Regions from separate parts of the Mus musculus genome. Here region 1 is linked to region 2. A link is a contact called in public HiChIP or PLAC-seq data. All regions are on one chromosome and are shown on one strand. Each heading gives the region's core, a stretch centred on a gene start, on an enhancer-like site or on the middle of the called end of the contact. The rest is flanking DNA. Distances are from core to core; before and after follow the strand shown.

What was found. HiChIP or PLAC-seq counts read pairs in DNA pulled down with a chosen protein or histone mark.
Region 1: a contact with region 2 is called in an H3K4me3 HiChIP or PLAC-seq map of embryonic stem cells, with 4 times the contacts expected there. The contact joins the promoter of Aph1c here to the enhancer-like site in region 2. A contact is called at or near these places in 10 of 39 promoter capture datasets (the 3T3-L1 cell line, 3T3-L1-derived adipocytes, the C10 cell line and 6 more), 2 of 15 datasets of contacts at CTCF or cohesin (large pre-B cells and stem cell-derived epiblast-like cells), 21 of 484 Hi-C or Micro-C datasets (the AML12 cell line, CD4 T cells, CD8 T cells and 12 more), 6 of 115 datasets of contacts at active chromatin or transcription factors (embryonic limb bud, embryonic stem cells, extraembryonic endoderm stem cells and 2 more) and 2 of 9 other capture datasets (embryonic stem cells and liver).

What each region holds. Positions count from the first base shown.
Region 1 is chr9:66,830,671-66,836,595 of GRCm38.p6, forward strand. Aph1c (aph1 homolog C, gamma secretase subunit) reads right to left here and starts at 4,036. Exons shown (of 6, transcript NM_026674.3): 1 at 3,816-4,036; 2 at 2,489-2,659. The coding sequence starts at 3,928.
Region 2 is chr9:66,273,374-66,279,660 of GRCm38.p6, forward strand. It overlaps the pseudogene Gm19247. Among named protein-coding and RNA genes, the nearest start is that of Gm39364, 24 kb to the right of the region's middle. Within about 2 kb of position 1,993, at least 180 of the 459 cell types and tissues checked have an H3K27ac peak or open chromatin away from gene starts, as enhancers often do. A contact at or near this core is called in CD8 T cells, the HPC-7 cell line, Th1 cells and 8 more, where this site is marked.

The sequences.
Region 1 (5,925 bases), core at 2,786-5,285, 560 kb after region 2:
ACAAAACAACAACAAAAAACGCAAATGGTGTATTTCTATACAGAACCCTTGTTAATCTCACACTCGCACATACACACAAAAAAGAACAAGACAGAGGTGGTGGAGTCCCCTTTAATCCTAGCACTTGGGTGACAGGCAGTTGGAGCTCTGTGAGTTCAAGGCCAGGCTGGCTTTATAATAAGCTCCAGGCCAGTCAGTGTTACATAGTGAGATGCTATCTTAAACAAACATGAAGAAAATGATTTATCAATAGTTTCACAATTTTATATTGTAAAATTTGGAACTTCTAATTTTTGTTCCTGGGAACCTTAACAAATGTAATGGAGAATTTAGACTTGTGCAAACAGATGAGACATCCCACCAATCTCTGTCATGTTTTGTGCTTTCTCACTTCCTAATGTTAACAGGGAACTGTTGGTGCCCCAACATTTCCTCTCTCGAAACTGCTACACATCAAGAGGAAGTTTATTCCACTTCTGGATTTATGTATTTAAGATATTTGAGGTTTTTCTTGCTTGTTTGCTTGGTTTTTGAGCTGGTCTCGTGTCACTGGCTGGCCTCACTGTCGTTGGAGAGTAAAGAGTACAGGGATGCCCCACCATGCCCATTTTATTATTTTACTTAGCTAGGGACACTGTTAGTTTATCTGTCGGTACACTGTGAGGCTGAGTTATTTAGAAAACAACTCTGGTCAAGGGCTTTAATCACATTGTAGCAAAAGCATATGGTGAAAATCAGGCGGTAACAAAAGGGGACGCATCCACTGCCAACTGCCAAGGGGAGAGAAGGGCTTAGAAGCAACAACCACACCTTGAACTGAGGAGTGCTGAGCCTTGACAGGGACCCTGTGACAATCATGTGGCTGAGATTTCAATGGCACAGGACAAAAGTAGAACCATTTTGATTACCCTGTGAAAATATCCAGTTAAAGTCAGCCTGTAGGCTGAGGGGGAGGGGCATGGATTGTTTGCCTATTATGTGCAATACCCTGCCCTCAACGCCGAGTACTTTAAAATAAAAAGCAACAATAAATTAAATCTTTATGATGGTAATAACTAACTTTTGCATATCACAAATATTCAACACAATTAGATGTCCTCCCTGTAAACAACTTAAATGTTACATTTTGTTTCTTTGAAAGCTCTGGGCTCTTTCATGGCCACCATGCCCAGCTTAAAATGTTAGTTTTTCCTCTCTTTCTTTAATTTTTAAAACAATACTGGAGATCAAACCCACGGGCTCTGGGCAGGCTAGCATGGGCTCTACCAACTTGAGCTACATTCTCTGTCCTAAACATTACTTCCAACATTTACTTAATGCTCTTTACATTTTTTCCCAGAGACTACAAATTTTCATGTTAAACCTTTTCAAAAGTATATTTTTAAAGTTACATTTATTTATTATTTATTTTCTGTATGTGCATACTCCTGATCACATAAATGCCATGGTATACATGTGACGGTCAAGAGACAACTTGAAGTCCTTTCATTTTTTTCTACCTTTAAATGGGTGCCGGGGCTTGATCTCGGGTCATCAGGCTTGGTGGCAAGCACGTTTACCCACTGAACCATCATCTTGCCAGGTACTCCAAAGCTATGCTTTTTTTGCTACTAAGAAATGGCTTCCTGGTTTTCAATTTGTAACTTAAATTGCCTCATTATGAAAAGGGAACTCAATATCTACTGCTAAAAGCAAGATGTTTTTAAAAATCCAGAATAACAACATGTTAGGAAGGGAGATGACCAGAAGCCTGTCCCAGGGGGTGTTGCTGAGACTTACTTTAGGTTTTATCTATGAACTTCGTGGAGAGTCTGAGTGGCAGGAACGAAAACATTTGTTACTCCACTGACCTTACCACAGAAGCAAGGCTAAACTCATAACTTCCTGAAAGAACATAAGAACCTAGGGCTCCAAGTCCAAGCTCTGACTCAAATTACTGGTTTCATGTGACGTCCTCATGGGTCCTTCAGCTGATCATATCCTAGTCCCAAATGAAAGCTCATCTCACACACACACACACACACACACACACACACAAGCCAGTCCTCGTGACAGTCTCTCCCACTCTCTGTTTTTTTTTTTTTTTTTTTTTTTTTTTTTAAGAGAGGCTTCACTATACTCTGTGGATGTCAAGGAACTCACTTTGTAAACCAGACTGGCCTCAAACTCACAGATCTCTGCCTGCCTCTGGGGATTAAGGTGTGCACCACCAGAGCTTCTGTTTTACCTTTGCACCTCCAGTTCTGACAAAGTATCTGGGAAAATTCTCAAGAAACACTTTTGGGAGGAAGGAGAAGGAGGGAAAGGCAAGGGAGCAGGGGAGCAGGGGAGCAGGGGAGCAGGAGGGTGGGAGGGCGGGCGGGCGGACAGGCAGGCAGGCAGGCAAGCCAGGTCATAAATTTAAATACAATTTTCAGGCTAGAAATGTAACAACCACCAAATCATAATTCAAGTCTAACTGGGAAAATAAAACAAACATTTAACTTACTTTAACAGCTTATAATATGCGAGCCTGAACAGCTCTTGGATACAGACAGAGAGCAACGCTCCGAAGATGAGCAGATAATTCTGTACTGATTCATCTCTGTTGTTAGTAATGACTCTCACTAGGAACCAAAACATGGACGAAAGCAGGAGAGACACCAACCAGAAGAAAGCACTGGAACGTAGAAGACAAAAGTCACGAGTTAACAGAAGCACAGGAAACAAATATCTTGATCTTTTTTAGGAAAGAACCCCTTCACATGGTATTCCGAATCAGCATTTGCTAATCAATGGTCCATTTTCCTCCTAGTGAAAAAACAGTCCAAGAGGAACGTCAGATGCCCTCAACAAGGACGATTCAGTGACCCTGTCTGTGTACACCAGAACACTATCTGCCAAGGACTGGCAACGAGGAAGTTGGTTACTGCTTTGCCTCATTGGTGTGCCATAGAAACATATAACCAGTGGCTGTTACAATTTTCATATCCTAGAAAATGTGAATTTAATGGCTTAGCTGTCTGTAAAGATAAGTATCTTTTCTGAAGGAAAACAAACACCTACACCTGTATTTATTGTGTGCACCATGGAAAACTCAGAAGTTGAAAACCCATGCTGTGGTCTAGTTGTTTTCCAGGCCCGGTTCTTACAACCTTCCTGTGGACTTTAAGGACACAGCAAGCTTGACGTTCAACAGACTCTATTGATTTTTAATGCCAACAGCGAAGGAGCACTATTTATTACAGGAAAAAAGAACGCAGAGAGGCTGGAGTTCCTGGCTAGCCAGTGAGTTGCCTGGGTGCCAAGTCTCAGAAACTCAGTCTCAGCAGGTGCAAAGGGATCAAGACCGCAGTCACCAGCAGAGTTAGATATTTACCAAGTTCTCAGCAAGACTGGTCAGGTGTTGCAGCGGTTTTCTCAGGCTTTCACCATTGGCTGCACCCCAACCATTACCCAGGGGCCTACAAGAAAAATCTGAGCCCAAATTCCTCACAGGCATTCTGAGTCCAAGAACGGGGGTTGAGGAGGTGGACAACTGATCCCCAGGTGTCTTTAATGGCAGAGAGTGAGAACAGCTCTTCGATGCCGCTGAGCACTGAGTGAAATGAGAAATTCCTACGGAAAGACTAAGGCTCCATACACGAATGTATCCACTTATTCCCATCTTCCACAGAAGCCAAGACCCGCAGGACTCGCCTGCTCAGCCTGAACCCCCTCCCCCCAGTCTTGGACAGTCCCACAAGCTGGGAGCCACTGGGAGATGGGGATCCCGGGGTCGTGGAAACCCAGGAGAGGGAGGGACCCGCGGTGTCCGGGACTCGGCTCAACCTCACCCAGCGATGAGGAAAATGACGCGCAAAGGGTCGGTGGCGATGGTGAAGAGGTAGAGTGCGAACGCGGGCCCGAAGGCGATGAAGGCGCAACCGAAGAACACAGGCAGCGTCATGGTACCCACAGAAGCCAGTCCCGGGGGACCTGAGTGGATCCGAGGTGACTGGGACGATTTCTTAGCGGAATGCGGGGCGGGGCAGGCCTGCCAGGTACTCCGGGCTCGATCAGAGAAGGGGGCGGAGCAAAGCCCGGGAGGCGGGGCCTCGAGGTGCTCCAAGGCTTTTTTGAGCGGAGGGCGGGACGTACGAGAGGCGGTGCCTTAGGGGCGGTTTCTGGCCAATCAGAGCCTGGGGGCGGTGCAGGACACAGCCAGTCAGAGCAGAGGGCGGAGCGGCGCTCTAGATGAAGTGCCTTGAGATGCTCCGCGGCTTGTTTTTGCAGAGGGCGGGGTGGAGTCGAGGAGGCGGGTCCTCGAGCTGCTCCACAGCAAGGCAGGACTGGGCGGGGGCGGAGCTCGAAAAACAGAGCCTGTATCGCACAACGGTCAGTCGCAGAGGGGTGTCCAGGCGGATCTCGGGAGGTAGTTCCAGGAGGTGCTCCAGGCGCTGAGAGCGAATGGCGGTGCAGGATTCGGGAAGCTATTTCTTGAGAGGCTCAGAGTACTGTTAGAACCTGTGCAGCGGCATCGAGAAGCTGTCAGAGAGGCGGTTCCTCGAGGGGCTCCACGTGCTGTCAGAACCGGGGCGGCCTCTAGTGTCTCTGCGTGCGTACAGCGCAGGGGACAGGGCCTCGAGGGGCTTCACAAGCGGTCAGAGCGGAGGTGCAGCCTGGAAGGATTCGGTGTGCGGGCAGGCTGGGCAGCAACGCGGCCTCCTGGGACTCCACGTGCCGTCAGACTGCGGGGCGGGGCCTTGAGGGCTGGGCAGTTCTTCAGAGCACTCGGGGTGCTGAGAATGGAAAGGGGTCCTTCAAGGTTTCTTCTCTAGGTTTCTTGGGGCAATGAAAGTTGCCCGCCGAACTGGGCGGGCGCCTAGACCTCCGAGAGGCAAAGGGCTACACCAAGCCTCAGACTTGCCAGCGCTGCAGGTCCTTATTCCAAAGCGTGGCTCACTGAAGACTTAAAAGCTGTGCCCCAGCCCTCTTGCCTGTGGGTACACATTGTCCCTGGTGCTGGCCAACTGTAAGGTGGTCTAAGGGAGATTACCAGGCCACTTTTGTGCTGAAGGTCAATTGAAGTAAACAGCAGGACAGGGGCACGGTTCCTTTAAAGTAAGTATTTTTTCTGTGTCCGTGGTTGCAGGAATGTGGGGCTCCCATCCTATGTAAAAATCCAACTGGGCTGGTATGACCCAGGTGAATCATCCCCTATGGAAAAGGAATAATGAAATACTGACGAGTTGTTCTGACAAGTTGGTTTCTGTGCCACTAACAGCCCTGATCTCCAAAAACTTAAAAAATTTTAAAGGCATTCTCTAATCATATCTGAATTTAAATTTCAGGACAAACAACCACAGCTATGTTAAGAATGCTACAAGGTTAATATTGACTAATTACATTCATGTTTGTGGAGAATTGAAACGCTGTAGATACAGAGCCAATATCTTGGGCTATCTAGCCTCTTTAACAGCTATTCATTCCCACCTCTGCATCTGCTCTAATGCCCTTGTGACTATCACGTGACAGGTTTTTTCCTTCATATTTACTACTAGCCTCCACAAACCCCAAAGCTAAGAATGTCATCGGATTGCAGCATCTGACACCTGTAGCAGAGATTTCCCTGCTCTGCTCTGCCCCACTTACCTGATATTTCCAATAATGCATCTGAAAGGGGCCTTGATTTATTACTTTCTTTTGTAACTGTAAAAACTTCATGTACTCATTTCCATGTGGGAAAACAGTATTTGGGGCAACCCCAATACTCTGTTCCCCAGGCCAAGATCACTCAAATTTGGCTGCAGAATAAACAATTTTGAAATGAGAGCTGTGTTTTGCTTGACATTCTTATAGTAACATCGCTTTGCTATACATTCAATCACAAGTCAATTTCAGTGATGCATCTGTCTTCCTGTTTAAATGTAAACTTCCAGAGGGAAAAGACTTTGTTATTTCCCA
Region 2 (6,287 bases), core at 743-3,242:
AGAAAAAGCACCTGGTGCAGAGCCCCAATTCCTACTTTAAGAATGTGAAATGCCCAGGATGCTATAAAATCACCACGGCCTTTAGCCATGCACCAACATGTGTTGGCTGCGCCACTGTCCTCTGTCAGCCTACAGGTGGAAAAGCAAGGCTGACAAAAGGACGCTCCTTCAGGAGGATGCAGCACTGAAAGCCCCTGATTGAAGATGAGTGGGAACCTTCCCAATAAACACGTTTTGGATATATATTTAAAAGAAAAAAAAAAGCCAAAGGGTAGAGTTGGGGGCCCAGTGATTAATCCATGCTGAATCTCAGACAGCTGGCCGTCATTGGGAGAAAATACATTTCTGTTGTTTAAGCTATTTAGTCTCTGGTGCTTTGTTATGGCAGTGCTAGCAAATGGGAATTTTTGACTAGACAGAGGAGGGCAAAGAAGCACCCACAGGGAAAAACAGGAAGAGAAAAATGAGTGAGGCCAGTAAGGAAATTTACTGCATGCAAATCCAAGACATGCTTTTCTGGCCAGAAGAGTGGCCAGAGAAAGGCAAGTGTGTTGTCTAAGGGCAAGTGTGTTGGAAAGAAAAAAAAGGAACTCTGGAAGGTTAGTGAAAGAGTTGAGCCAGGAAGTACAGGGTGTGTGTGTGTGTGTGTGTGTGTGTAATGTATGCATATATATAATGTAATATAGACATATATAACACTTTTTTTTCCTGACTATATGATAGTAATAGGATTCCTTAGCTAGTCTGCCTTTTAAATACCAGCAGCTCAGAGAGAGAGAGAGAGAGAGAGAGAGAGAGAGAGAGAGAGAGAGAGAGAGAGAAGGAAAGAACACCGGTGAGTGTGGCATTAATCCCTTTTGTTGACAGTAAGGGCTTTTGTTGTTTGTATCATTTTTTCACGTTGATTGATTGATGATCATTGATTGATTGATTGATGATCGTGTGTATGGCAGTGTACATGCTCTGTGGTCCATGGCGTGCATGCGGAGCTCAGAGGACACTTGCAAGAATCAGTTCTCGTCTACTATGTAAGTCATCCTGGGGATTGATTTCAGGTGATCTTAGTTGTCCAGCTGGCTTGGCAGCAGGCACCCTTATCAGCTGAGCCCTCTAGCCAATCCTTGGTTTGTTTTAAAATAGGATTTTATGTAGCCCAGGCTGCCCTTGAACTCTCGTTCCTCCTACCTCTATCCCCTGAATGCTGGCCATACAGGTATGCACCATCAATACTCAAGGTGAACAGTAGGTCTCAGTCACACTGTGTGAGACTCACCCAAGCTCCCTTCATGCTAGAGATGCATTCAGAACAAAATGGTCCTCAAAGAGCAGAAAGGCTTTATTTCCAGAAAAGCTCACAGCAAACAGAGGCCACACTACCCCCACACACTGCTGAGTCCTGTGGCCTCTCCCTGCTGGTGGATGGATGCAGGAGTGGAAGAACAAGCCCAGGGGAGACAGGTGTGTTCTGGCCCTGAGGGAGGAGGCGTTGCCAAGCCAACACCTCAAGGCTGAGAGGTCACAGCATTCTTTGAAGAAAAGTGGAAGACCAGAGATGAAAACCACATTCTGTGAGAGCAGTTCTTTGAAGAGCTCTGAGGTGCCTCTCCCAAAAGTCTGCCTGTGTGCTTGCTGGATGCCACGTTAATAGCCCACAAACACACATATAAATATTTTAGCACGCACTATGTTGTAATCCTCATCTCACAATCTTCCTTGATTCCAGATCTCAGATTCCATTTGTCTTTTCCATTCATACAGTTATTTGCCCATCAGACAAAGCAAACAAAAACTCCCAGCATATGTTGAAAGCAAAAGAAGGTCACATTTAAATAAGCAAGTGAACCATGAGATCTCTGGAAAGAAACTCCAAGCCCCGTGCTCCCTGGGATATCAAAGCGAGTACATGCGGAAAACTAGGTTGTTGAAAGGGACAGCAACTATCACAGGCTTAGAGAACTTTCTTTCCATCAGCCCCACCCCCCTCTGCTCCCGGTTTGATGTCAGCCCCATACTGTTCTATTCACAGTTGCTGCAACCCCCAAAATATCGCACTTGGCATCTGTTAAGAAGGTCCGGTTCTCGGCAAACCTTCACAGGCTTAGGGGCTCTAACAGTAGAAAGGCTTCGAATGGAGGTGGTTAATTGCTGTCTCAAAGGCACCAGCACAGTTGGTGAGCTTCCTTCAAGTTTTTCTGGGCTTGATTGTCCCTCCCTCCCACGGTTGCCCTCCATCAGAGGCAGCAGCAGCAGCAGTTCTTAATGGATAGCGAAACACAGATTCCCAAGTCCTCTTTTCACCGAGTAGAATTCACAGCCCTTGCTCTTAATCTAGAAAACAGTTGATTATATTATCTAGGGACAAAATGACATTGTAAGATCTCCCATTCAAGTTAAAACAATAGCAGAACCCAGGGAGGCGGCGATTGTGAGGGACCCGTGCGTCAGTGAGGCATTCTCTGTAGCCCTGCGCACAACCTTGTAAGGGAAGTGAGCTCCTTTTTTAAGGATGATGAAGCCAGCCTCAGCAAAGTTAAGAACTGTGCCTGCCTTCTCCCAGCTGGAGCTCTTGGGATCTGGACTCCAGCCCAGATTTGCCTGCCCTGGATTCACATTCTACTTTTCCTGGGGGTGGGGGTGGGGGAGTAAAAAATGAAGAAAAAAGAAAAAGAAAAAAGAAAAATCTTGGAGAATCACATGCAGTACAATCCTTTTTTTAAAAAATAAAATGCAAAATCTATACTAATAACATTGTATTTTAGAAGCAGAGATGACTTCAGTAAAATGGGGGGTGGGGCAAGGTGGACAGCGGCTGGTGTTCAGGATTCTGCTTGTTTGGTTTTGTTTTTGTGGCACTGAAGATTAAGCCCAGGCCCTTGAATGCGCTAGACAAGCATTCAACCACTGAGCCACAGCCCTAGCCCTGTTGCTAGGACTCGGTGAATTTCCCTCACTCTGTTTCCTTGTTTTTATTGGTAGTATTGCATTAGTGAAAAAATGTCAAAACAAAATATCTGGGTCTGGGTGACTTAATGCACTAGAAATTTACTTTCTCAGCTTTAGACACTGCAAGGTGTCAGTAGCGTTGGCTCTGTCTGAGCGTTTCTCCTTAATTTGTCACACCCTGGTCTTCTCTCTATAGATGTCTGTCTTTTAAAAAGAAAACAAAAAACAAAAAAAACAAGGTCACCAGTTATGCTGGATTAGTGTCCATAATATATCCTCATCTTATTTATTTATCCCTACAAAGACCCTATCTTTAAATATAGTCACTTTAAAAGTTCCATATATGGGTTTAGGAGGAAGTGAACACAATTCAGGCCATAAAAATACCGTAAACATGGGCTGGGGACATAGCTCAGTGGCAAAGTGCTCTCTTCACATGTGCAAAGCCCTGGGTTCTGTCCCCAGTACTGGTATAGATAGGTATAGGTTTGACCAACGAGAGACTCAGGGAGAGATATCTGTGAGTCCAGGCTTCGCAGCATCTGTGGCGACCACATCGAACTCCTGCAGCTGTCTGTCTGTGTGACATTCCAAGGGATGGGACTGAGGACGCTCGAGTCTGCTGAGTCACAAGACTGTGGGCTCTGTATAGTCACAGTTGGACATATCTCCTTTCACACACAGGGAGAGGAAATTGCAGTCGGGCTGGCTGACCCCGCATTCTTCCAGAAGGTTATGACCTTAGTTAACCCGGGAAGGAGCGGAAACAGGAAAGCTCCTGAGACCTACAGGCTGACAGAGGTCGAACTGAGATGTTGGCCCTCCCCAGCTGGGTCCTGGGTCATTGCTTTCTCAGACCCTTTTAGTAGCCAAGCTGTGGGCTTTGGGCCTGAGGGTGCATTTCCTGGTTGGAGAGGAAACAGGGCAGACGTTCCTGAACAACTGCAGACCTCATCAGTCGCCTTCACTCAGTGCTAGCCCTGGAAAGCCCCACCAGCTGTAAGAGATCATATTCTGGAAAATTCTCCCTCCCCTCCTTAGTCAGGCAACAAATTACAGTGCCCAGGATCTGCTTAGCCACAGTGTCGTCAAGTGAGTCTCGCAAGCTTGTCTGATTTATGATGTGCTACTGAAGGTACTGGAAGTGACAAGACCCTCCCTCAAAAGCTGGAATCAAACCGTGATGGTATATGCCTTTAATCCCAGCAGAGGCAAGTGAGTCTCTGAAAGTTCGAGGCTAGCCTGGTCTACAGAAGCAGTTCCAGGACAGCCAGGACATACATTTACAGAGAAAAACTCTGTCATTCATACTTATCTATATGACTACCATATATATGAATACTATATATATGACATATATATATGTGAATATATGTATGAATATATGTGCGAATATATATATATATATGTACATATATATATAAAATCAGCTACCAACGTATTCACGTTTGACAGGTTCTTTCTTGGCTGGGCCCAAATCTATTTCCCCAAAGATCCACCCATTGCCCCCATTCTGTCTTCTGCAGTCACATGCATTTAACACATGTGTAGACAAAAACGGGAACATGACAGGTCCTCCAGAACTCACAGTTTAATGACAGGAAGAAATAGGAACTAAGCCAGGAGCTGAGGAAGGAGCCTTCATTCTGACGGATAAGGCCCCAGTGAGCTTTTGAGATGCTCCTAAAGGACAAGATGCCTTGTGTTTGCAATGGGTCTACAGAGTCTGCAGTACAGGACCCACCTGAGCAGAGACTCGGAGGTAGGAAGAACTTATACCTCCTGAGGAGGTGGGGTGGTCTGGTGGAGTATGCTCAGGAAGAAAGCACTGTGAAGATGATGGCTTCGAATGTAGGCTTGAGCCTCCTGGGTGATGGGGAGGTGACTCTTCTTTAGGGCTGTGGTTTAGATCAGCACCTCTTAGTGTGGTCTCTGGCCAGCAACTGGAAACTCGTCAGAAGTACACATTTTCTAGCCCACTCCACCTTTCCTGTATTAGAAGCTCTGGGGGTGCTAAACAAGTTGCTTAAGAGATTCTGCTATGATACTTTAGAAAAACTACTCCTAGAGGCTAGAGAGATGGCTCAGTTGGCAAAGTGCTTGCCTTATAAGTATGAGAACCCAAGTTCAACTTCTAAGACAGATAAGGCAATATATGTATGCATTAATCCGGGCACTGGGAAGGCAGAAACACAAAGATCCATGGGGCTCACTGACCAACCAGCTTAGCCTAATTGGTAAGCCCCAGGTCCCAGTGAGAGACCCAGTCTCAAAAAACCAAAGAGAAAGGCTTCTGAGAAATGACCCCCGAAGGCTGATCTCCCGACCACACAAGTACCGGCACACATTGGATTGGGTGGGGCAGCCTGTGGAGGAGACAATTCAGACTATTGGGATAAGCTAAATGGGTTAGGCAAGGACCTGACCTAGGGAGAGAGCACAAGGAACCAGACATGTTAGGGTTCCTCTGCTACTTCACCTATTAGCTACCCAGACGAGGACAAGACAGATGGGCCTCAGTTGCCAGTCTTTTTGACTCCAGTCAAAGAAAGAATCGGACATGGAGGATGGATGTAAGGACCAGTGGGAGATACCTGCAAAGCTCTCAAATAGAGAGAACAACTGCCTAAGTTTGCCTGAACCTGGGCAGTTTCATGGGACAGAGTTCCAGAAGACGAAGATGGAGCTCCAGGCAAAACCATGGTCAACGTCACTGGATCCACTGCACCTGAGAAAAGGTGAGTATTCCCTGGCCCCCAGGATCAGGCTTGCTGACTGTTGATGTAACCTCACAGAAGAAGACCTTCCCTGATACCATCCACACCTCCCAGCTGGCTGTATGCAATTCTACCTTAATTGCATGAGGCATGAAGTTCCCGATGGTATATAAGCTGAGGAAGACTGAAAGACGTCCCGTCGAGGTGACTCTGGAAAGTCATCACCTAAGCTTGGCAAAGACTTGGCAGTGTCCCTGCTTCAAGATCAGCCACTATTCTGCCAGTAAGCCTCAGCTGTGCTCTGTGAGAAAGCCCAATAAACTCATTTGTTCACCAGAGTGAATGTGGTTGGAACTGTGCCGTGATTGCCTTTGGGGACTTATGAAGTGGGAAGAGATGTTTATATTCCTCAGAGAAGAACTGTTCTCAACAGTGGCAAATCTAGGGATGTCCAGTACAGGACTGGACTTCTGGTCACCTTACCCCATGGCATGCTGTTTAGAAAGAAGCATTTGTTAGGGTGTTTGTGGAGGACCAAGTGAAGGATGGAGTTCTTGGAGAGTCCCAAGTTGATTCTCAAGCATTTTAGTGGCATCTGAAGTTGCCTGTCTCTCTTTTCACCCATTT